Regions from separate parts of the Hordeum vulgare genome. Here region 2 is linked to region 1. The links are chromatin contacts, called in public Hi-C maps. All regions are on one chromosome and are shown on one strand. Each heading gives the region's core, a stretch centred on a gene start, on an enhancer-like site or on the middle of the called end of the contact. The rest is flanking DNA. Distances are from core to core; before and after follow the strand shown.

Region 1 (4,569 bases), core at 358-2,857:
CAACGTCTTCTTCTACTTGCTGTCAGACACGGTGAAAAGATGGATGAAGCTGCTCACTATAGCAACTAAATTACGTGAGCCTGCGACTGAAAGTGCGTGCCTGCACATGCATGCCTGCCTGCGAGTTTCATCATCATCAATGGTAGTTTTCTTTTAATAAATAAATAATAGTTATAAAGGAGGATCACCCCTGCATCAATCATCAATGGTAGTTGGGTTGTGCTAATCAACTCCAGTGATCACCGGACGGAGTGACTAACGATGTCTTAATTAATTAATAAACACCAGCGTTAGTTATGATCATGGCCAAGTTTCCATGTGCATGCTCAGCTAAAGGACAAGCTAAAGCTGACCATGCCGTTATTTTTCTTGCTCGCCGCAGTCCTGAACTTAAAAGTAAACTAATGCCACACTTGCTAGCAGCTAAGCCTAGCCACGATCGGAGATGAGCCAGTAAATATCTGCTGCACAGCTCAGTCTAATCTCTAATGTAATCATCATCTTACTACATATACTCACAAAATCAAGCCTGAAACGTCAAATGTCACACGAGGAAAAAAAGATGAAAAGAAGGAATCATGGCGGAAAAGCGCGGCCGAGGTGATAACACGAGCTCGCCATCATGCATGGCACGAAAACTAGGCGCGCGAAACCGGTCGGCCCAACGCAACACGCATCCAGCACGACTGCATCATGATGATGTTAGTCCCAAACCTGGCCAAACGGGCCGTGCCTGGCGGGCCGGCCCGGCTGCCCGCGTGCCAGGCATGACTCGGGCCCGGCCCGGCACGAGCATGTCCTAGGCCGTGCCCGGGCCGCCACCCCCAGCCCGTGTGCCGGCACGGCACGTTAAGGAGGGAGCAAGGCGGGCCGACGGGGGCACGTCTTGGACCGATAGATCTGGCCATCTGGGGTTCTTTTAGCGACATATCTGATCAGCCGTCACCGGGGCAAGGCCGCAGGGGCGGCTGGGTGGGACGCGCGCGGGAAAAGGGAGGGAGGCGCGCGGGAAAAGGGAGGGAGGTTCGTTGCGCGTGGGAAAGGGAGTGTGTCGTGCGCGGGAAAAGCGAGCGTGTCGTGCGCGCGGGAAAAGCGAGGAGGGAGAGATGATTTTTTTACGGGCCTAACGTGCCGCGGGCTGGCCCGATTAGACAACATGCCGTGCTTGGGCCTGGGAGGCCAGCACGCGGGCCGGCACGGCCCGTATATTAATCGGGCCCATGCAGGCCATGCCGTGCCTGACACGATTACGACGGGCCGGACCGGGCCGTTTGGCCATGTATGGTTAGTCCTACTCTCCTACTACCACAATCCTTGTTAGGAACAATAAATATTTAGAAACAGAGAGAGTGATGAATCTAGCCTGCACAACATGCGCAGTGGCTCCTTAACTGCAAGCATGCCCAGCCAGAAAAACGTACGTACAGATCGGATTGCGTTGCGTCTTGCATGGCTAGCTGGCTACGTGGTTCAAAGTTGAAACACAGAAATTAGATTAGGAATTTAGGATGAAAAAAACATGTTTTATCAGTGGGGCGTGGAAGGAGATATGAATGAGCTGACATGCAACCATGGGTGATGACAAGTGGGCGTCTGACAAAGGGGGGTGTGTGTCGGAGGGTCGTCGCCGGGATCTCCAGCAGGTGGATCTTCAACTTGTCCCACACCATCCATGCTGAGAGCGACTCTCTCTTCCCGCTGCCCTTTTAGATGCTGCTGGTTTCTTTCTCTTCTTTACGCAGCCCCCCACTCCATTATTCACAAACCATGTCCCAACCCATTAATTCCTGTGCACCGAAAGGCAAACTCCTGAGGAAAAATCTTTGTTTCATCGCTCTATCACTTGCGATCAGACTCCTCCCCTTTATATCTTTCAGTATTTATCAGGAGTATTTATTAAACCTTCTTTTCAACACAACGACATGTATTTTCCTGTCGACAAATTCCTATTTGAATCTTGTGAAAAACAAATCATCAAAGACTACTAATGCGGCGTTCTCGCCTTATTCAGGAATTTTCCATCATGAAATATACTGTGTTTCCAAGCACCAAGGCACGGTCCAGTACTTCAGTGTAGCCTCTACTTTTAACCATGAAGGGTGCAGACCACATCTGAGGTCGTCCATCAATTCAGGGACCCTCCTTATCTCCCCCCGGAAAGAAATTTCCCAAACACAGCAAACACTCAGACTCCACGAGCCGATCACGCGGGTCCAAAACGACAGCTGTTTTACCACATCTGCAGGCCCCCCTATCTATCATGACAGATAAACCACCCAAAAACTAGGGAGTCCAAATCAAGGAGAAGCCAGCGCTGGGAAGTAGCAAGGCGCAAGCGATGGCCAGCAAATACTAGTAGAAAGTTGATCGCAAGAGAGCAAACACAGGCAGCCCCAGATGCTGCTGCTAAAACGCACCATTTGGAAACTTCACAGGTACCACATCCTTTTCCATGGCTTAACAGCCTACTGACCCGCGGACAGAGCCAGCAGGGTGTGGCCATCTGGCACCTTTCTAGTGTTATGTTTTTGCCTAGCAAGCATTTTGCCAAGATCACTGGTAGCTCTCGACGTGTCGGCAGACCGTCCAGGTGTACCATCAGACCCAGCTGCTTGCACCGACCAGCGACTGGCATACCATATCAGTTAGTCCATGTTCGGTTTAAGATCAGGACTCAGCTCCACCAAGTATATGAGAAAACGACTGGCATTGGATGCCCACCTCACAAGAGCAACCGGGAAACAAACAATTGATTGACCTAGCATTCATATTGTACCACAATTCTCGAACAACTATAGATCTCAAAAAGAACTCAGCCGGTAACGGCAGCTCTGGAAGCCGGTATACAGGGTGGGAATAGGGTAGGTACTAGCACTGGAAGTGGGCATTGGAAATTCATCCAGGTTCCGCACCCAACTCAGCGCCACTGCCTATCATGCATCAAGATTGCATCTGAAGCTACTAAGCTATATAGCAAAAATGACAATGGAGCGGTAAAACTGTAGATCACCTAATGGCTTCATTTGTGACCTGTGTTAGAGCCTCGAAGATCTAGGAACAGTCTTCTGAGAAGATCTATCCATAGGTAACTACTCTCCATTGACAAAGCTTTTACTGTCGTAGTACTTCTTCTCACTGGCTTCCTTCTTCTCGTTCCGCTTCTGCACAAAGGCAAACATCAGAGACCAAGTATGAGTGAAAACACACCAAAGCAGTGGACCAGTATAAATGCAAACCATATCAGCCCCTACACCAAAGAACGTGTTGTTGAGCATAGTTATAGCAGGAAATATTGGTCCCGTCGAGACAGACAAATATTCAATGCTGCATATCCAAAGGAATTTACTCAGACACTAATGCACTACCATAAACATCAATACAAAATAACTCCAGCATCCACAACATTGATATGACGACGACAAAAGGCAAATCATATTTGCACAGAATATAGTGTAGTACTTCCTCTGTAAAGAAATATAAGAGTGTTTAGATCACAACTTTAGTGATCTAAACACTCTTATATTTCTTTACAGAGGGAGTACTGCATACAGCACAGAAGGACAAAGCTCCACCCAACAATCAAACCCAATTTCAGGGTAGTTACCTGATAGGCTTCATGGTTAGAAACTATCCTCCTTATAATAGTACTAGTGGTGATGTCCAAAGGGCTCTCCAGCTTATGATAAATGCCCATAGCAACTGGAACAGCATATGGATTTGAATCATCCTGAGAAGTTCACAAAGTGGCAATGATCAATTATCAAGGTCCAAGATTTGCATATTCCAAGAAAAAGACAGCTTAATTACCTCTGTATAGTCCATGTTCTCAGCTATAGTCCCATGAACAACCAATGAAATATTAAAAGTGGTAACCTGTACAAAAAGAAAAGTTAGAGAGCTCTTGGCACACACACATAACCTGATTGACAGCTAAAATTACAGCTGGTGGTTTCTAAACGATCCTGGATAATATACAAGGTTGGACAGTACGTTATAGAGAATATATAGATTTTATTTGATGGAAGTATTGATTGTTTTGTGAGGTTAGTTTTCAATGAACCAGTGAGGATAACTTGAGGACATTGATCGCATCATCTCTGAGCAGTGAGCACACTGAACAAATTTTCTCAGTGTACTAATGTTCTATGACTACGAGGAATACCTTAGATTGAGGCAGGATTCCGGAGTCAACAGCTTCACAAACCTAGCAGCTAACCGTGGTTGGCATTGCAGCTTAGCATGGACAATACGACTAACTAGACAAAACAATTTCCTCATGAAGCAACGCAACTGCTCACCGTTGCTTAATGAAGATCAAGCTAGAGATGAGATGAAGGATACTGCAAAAGCTAGAAGTTATAAAAGTCATCGTCTGTCCCAATAAAATTGGGGCCCTGTGGGAAATTGGGAAGCTCTCTGTCCATTTCATTGTTATCTTTATTTTGTAGTGAACTAATTCTCATACTTGGCATAATTACATTTTGTACTATGTAGAGGTAGTGATGTTTTGTGCATATATGTTTTCTTGTTCAAATTTTGAAGTTTTGACTGTTGTTGGCTACGAGTACA
Region 2 (5,051 bases), core at 642-3,141, 770 kb before region 1:
ATCCTCACACTCCGACATGCTTGCAGAACTATATCGAGAAGAAACAATCCAGAAATAATAATCAGCACACAATAAATACCACAACATATGCATGACATGATGCACAAGCACGTATGATGCATGCCCGATTTAGTTATGCAAGGCATGGCAAATCAGAATAATTTGTTACTATACATTAAATGAAGCTCAATTTGCAACGAGTTGCATATTGGCGAAACTCCATATTTGGATTACTTAGTTCACTCCCGTTAGGTACACAGCAATATTAAATGTTGTTAAACATGGAAAGAGGTGAAGCATAAAGAAACTACACAAGCTAGGCATTTTAAATGAGGTCAGAAATTACATATAGCATTTCCAAAATAACCCCACATGTTAATTTCGAAATTAGTCTGTATCTGTTCTAAACATATTTTATATTTATTAAACAGCAAAATAAAGTGGATCATGTGATTCTACACGTCATTCTAGTCGATTTACATATATAGATTATTTGAAACAGAGTTACGGTCTAAAAGATATGAGCCACACAAGATGATATGCCATGAATGCAAAATGCATGCAAATGACAGCCACAACATGTTAGATCATGGATGCACAAGATATTATGAAACTTCAATAAATTCAAGTTTAAATGAGGCCGGAACAACGAACAATAATTCTGAAAAAAATCCCAATATGCAAATTATGATTCCTATACATAATTTTAGAATTGTTAAGCAGCAAAACAAATATCATCATGTCATTCTACGCAATTTTCTAGCCAAGTTACATATGTGGATCATTTTAATCAGAGATACGGTTAATTAATTATGAGACAAACTATTTTAGAGTTTTGTTAGGCAATTTTACTAAAAACAACAAATTAAACATTTTAAACATGGACGAAAGTGAGATATTGTGAAACTACACAGAATTCTATGCATCTTACATGTATGAAGTTTTTAAATCCATTTCACGTTTAATTTGCTACAAATTAAATCATTTTAAATTGTCATCATGCAAATCAAAGCAAACAGCAGGTTAAACATTTTGAAACATGCATCAAAGTTGGAAATTATTATTCTACACAAAATTCTACACATTCTACATATCTGATTTATTTTAATCCGATGCGGTGTTAAATAGTTATTAACATTTTAAAATGATGCAATTTCTGTAATTATCAAATTCCCTTAAAATTGGACAAATTCGCAGACTAAAAAATCAACTACGGGTCGGATCTATTACTAGGCCTAAACAAAGGCAAGCGCGACATATCTATAACGTGCATTGGGCGGGATTTAGCGAGCGGCGTTCACCAGAGGCCTCACGACCCGGCTCGATGCGGGATTGGGCTTGTTGCTGGGTGAGGTCGCGGTCCACACGGGCGAGGCGAGCTGGGAATTGGTTGGGGGCACTGCTGGGCCTGGCCGGGCGCACTGGAGCAGGCCCACATGGGCGCTGGCGAACGGGCAAGCAGCTCAGGCGTCTGGTCGACCTGTCGTCCTCCTTGCGCGGAGACAAACTACGACGGCGGCGGGCGACGGGGCTCCTCGTAGTGGCGGGACCAGATCGAGGGTGCTGTGGACGACCAGATCCACGCAGCGGGGGCCTTCTCCGGCCGGATCCCGCCGAATCCGAGATCGCGGCGAGGCCCAGGTGGCGGGGTGCAGCGGGTCGAGAGGCTCCGATGGTGGTGCAGCGGCGGGCGGCGTGGATGTGGCAGGGCGGCCAGCGGCGGCGCGCGACGGCGCGGAGCGAGGCCTGCGCGAGGGGGCGAGCGGCGGCGGAGAGGAGAAGGTGGGGTCCTTCGGAGGCTGGCGCGAGGGCAGGCAGGGCTTGCTCAGAGCAGGGTGTGTCGCGGCGCGGCACGAGGCTGTGGGCGGCGACGGCCTGGTTTGGGCCCGGGGGTGGGACGCGATGGGCTTTGGCGGGCCCTGATGGATGGGACGAGGGAGGAGAGGAAAGTGGGAGGCTGTGGCGCCAAGCAGTAGTTGCATGGGGAATTCAATGAGGAGACTAGGGTTTCCATGTTGGGCAGGGCTAGATGTCCATATAAAGCAAGGGGGGCTAGGTTTAGCTGATTTTGCCTGATTCGGACCATTCGATCACAATCAGACGACTTCGATGGCAGGATAGGGTAGGTTGGGCTAGGTGGGTTGTGTAGGGGTGTTTGTACTGAGAGAAGAAGAGAGGAAGAATGCGGCCCGTGACACAAGTTTATAAAACTGAAAATCGTCCAATATTTAAACCGATGACGGTGCTGCTAGACTTAACTGTTGGGGTATCAAACGAACTCCGATTGCGATGATATTTGGCACGCGGTTTACCTATACTATAAAAAGACCGCACACCAACTTTCAACCCAACCCAAGAAAGTTTTATACACAAAAATAATATTTTAACAATGCCACGGGTGCGTGCATGTGTTTGGTCTCGAAACCATCAACGACAAAAACAGAGAGAACCAATAACTAACAACGAAAGCAAGTTTTTGAATGAATGACGACAACAGAGTGTTGATGCAATGTGGATGATGCATTGATGAAAGTGACAACCAATTAAATCACACGATGACAATGGAATAAAAGGGGAATCTTCTGGACCGTCGGTTCTAGGCGCTTACAACTCTCCTCCACTAGCAAGAGATCTCAACCCGAGATCTAAGAATTAAAAGGGAAGAGGAAGAGGAAAGGAAGAGGTAAAACTTAGTTTCTTCTTGAAAATCGAGTGAATCCAATGAATCTTGAAGGTCGCAGAGAGTTGATAATGATATTAAGAACAATCAAGGATTCAAAAGAAATTTGGAAAGCAGTTTGGTAGAAAAAAATCAAAATTTGATAAGATGGAAAGAACTTGAAAAGATTCACACAATCCAATTAAATGGATAAGCATAAAAAGAACATGGCCTTGCTAAGCAAGATAATGGATGAAAGAGAGCAACATCACAAGCCTCTGTAACAAAAGAATAGAAACTAAATCATTTGAGGGAGAAGAAAATGACAACTACTACCACAACTAATTGAAGAACATCCTTACAAGAAGAATAGAACATAGTCATTGGAAAATGAACAACAAAAAGAATAGCTTGTTGTTGGCTTATGGAAAACATCTCAAATTGTGAGGTGAAAACCAGCCACTAAAAAAACAAAGATTGCTTGGATGCAACAAGAGAGGCAAATTTCTTACCCCAATTGGATATATTGAGAACACTGGATCATGGACAAGCACCAAAATAGCAACAGTCCTTAGGAAAAGCTTTAGGTGACATCCAATCCAAGATTTCTCAAAGAAGAAATCATGGGTTGAAAATATCTCACGATCAAAGAATTTGGTGGGTTTAAATATCTCATTCTTGAAACAAATCCCCTTTGATACTCCTCGTGAGTCTAGAATGATATAACAACACCTCACAAGATAAAATATAATGAATTGCACTTAGAACTGCAAGAGAAAGAACACTTGATGTTCTCCAACAAGAATCTTGGAGAACACCTTGAGGATGAATTACATCCTTAACGAACCACCATGAAGAGCCTCCATATACAAAAGAATGATGAAAAGAAATGAAGGTTGAACAGAATAAGATTAAAGCTTTGCAAAGATTTAGATGAAGCTTCATGAAGAGATACTTGAGAAAACTTGGAACTCCGGAAAAGAAAAGATAAGAACACTTGGGATAAGAATTAGATATTATGAACAACTCTGGAAGAAATATTGAAATCACTTGAAGAAACAAGAATACAAATTATGTTATGCTTATCCTTCATCAAGTTTAATTGATGACAAGCAACGGATTTAGCACACCACTTGTTCTTCTTGAAAAGATTGGAGAGAGAGATAGAGCACAAACTGAAGAAGTCTTCAATGAAACACTGGTAAGAATTGGGAACGAAAGAGGATAATACAAATGAACTATTCTATATGAGGACAAAGAGAGCATCATTTGATTAGAGAATGCTTGAACAAGCCACCGGTAAGAATTTGCAAATGAATGGAAATGCCATGAATGAATGAAGATACATGAGAAAGAAGAGATCATGACCCACCGGAAGAATTTAGAACATATAGGGTTATTAGAAATGAATGGAATTCATGAGAATGAAGAGATCTTGAGCCGGCTAATAGAAAACTTGTATAAGGCACCAGACTAATTGAGATACGAATGAAGAGACAAAAATTGAGAAGAATTTGAGAATGAAAGTTGAAAGCTGAGAACGAAGAAATCTTGTGAAATGATGGCCTTCGGAGGATCGAGAAAAGAACGCAACTCTGAAATGCACCGAATGGATATGGAAGGAATTTCTCATGAAAGGAATGCATTAAGAATGATGACTTGATGTAGACAAGATCTATTCTATAGGAATAGACCCCATCGTTTTATCCTTAATAGAAACGATACATGCGTGTCATGTCTATTTCTGTCACTAAGATTGAGCACCGCAAGATCAAAACCATCACAAAGCACCTCTTAACATTGCAAGATAAAAAGATCCAGTTGGACAAACAAAACCCAAATATTGGAGAAGAAATATGAGTCTATAATAATCAAGCATGGATATAATTTCATAGATCTGATCATAAATTCACAGTTCATTGGATCCCGACAAACACACCGCAAACAATGAGTTACATCAAATAGATCTCCAAGAGACAATTGTATTGCGAAGCAAAACGAGATAGAAAGCCATCTAGCTACTACCTACGGACCCGTAAGTCTGATATGAACTACTCACATATCATCAGAGGAGCACCAATGAGGATGATGAACCCCTCCATGACCGTGTTCCCCTCCAGAACGGGCTCTAGATTGGATCTCATGGCTTATGGAACCTGCGGCGGCTAAAACATTTTTCCATCTTCTTTTCTAGGGTTTCTGGAATATTGAAGTATTTATAGATCACAGAGGCGGTGGAGGAGCTAGCTGAGGCCCCCACTACCCACCGGGGCGTGCCGTGGTGCCTAGTGGGCTGCCTCGTCCTCCCCTAGCTGGCATCCTTGGCCCTCAAGTTTCTTTCTGGTCCAAAAAATCTCCGAAAAGTTTTGTGGCATTTAGACTTCATCCGATA

Evidence for each region. Hi-C and Micro-C count contacts between places; a contact is called where the count stands out from the background.
Region 2: a contact with region 1 is called in a Hi-C map of leaf, with 6 times the contacts expected there. The contact joins two enhancer-like sites. A contact is called at or near these places in 3 of 6 Hi-C or Micro-C datasets (leaf and seedling).

What each region holds. Positions count from the first base shown.
Region 1 is chr4H:126,212,294-126,216,862 of MorexV3_pseudomolecules_assembly, reverse strand. It overlaps LOC123448111 (ethanolamine-phosphate cytidylyltransferase-like), which reads right to left. Exons shown (of 9, transcript XM_045124884.1): 7 at 3,808-3,873; 8 at 3,605-3,727; 9 at 2,733-3,161. The coding sequence ends at 3,090. Among protein-coding and RNA genes, the nearest start is that of LOC123448111, 7.3 kb to the right of the region's middle. Within about 2 kb of position 1,607, at least 3 of the 3 cell types and tissues checked have open chromatin away from gene starts, as enhancers often do. A contact at or near this core is called in leaf and seedling, where this site is marked.
Region 2 is chr4H:126,977,896-126,982,946 of MorexV3_pseudomolecules_assembly, reverse strand. No RefSeq gene overlaps it. Among protein-coding and RNA genes, the nearest start is that of LOC123446240, 210 kb to the left of the region's middle. Within about 2 kb of position 1,891, at least 3 of the 3 cell types and tissues checked have open chromatin away from gene starts, as enhancers often do. A contact at or near this core is called in leaf and seedling, where this site is marked.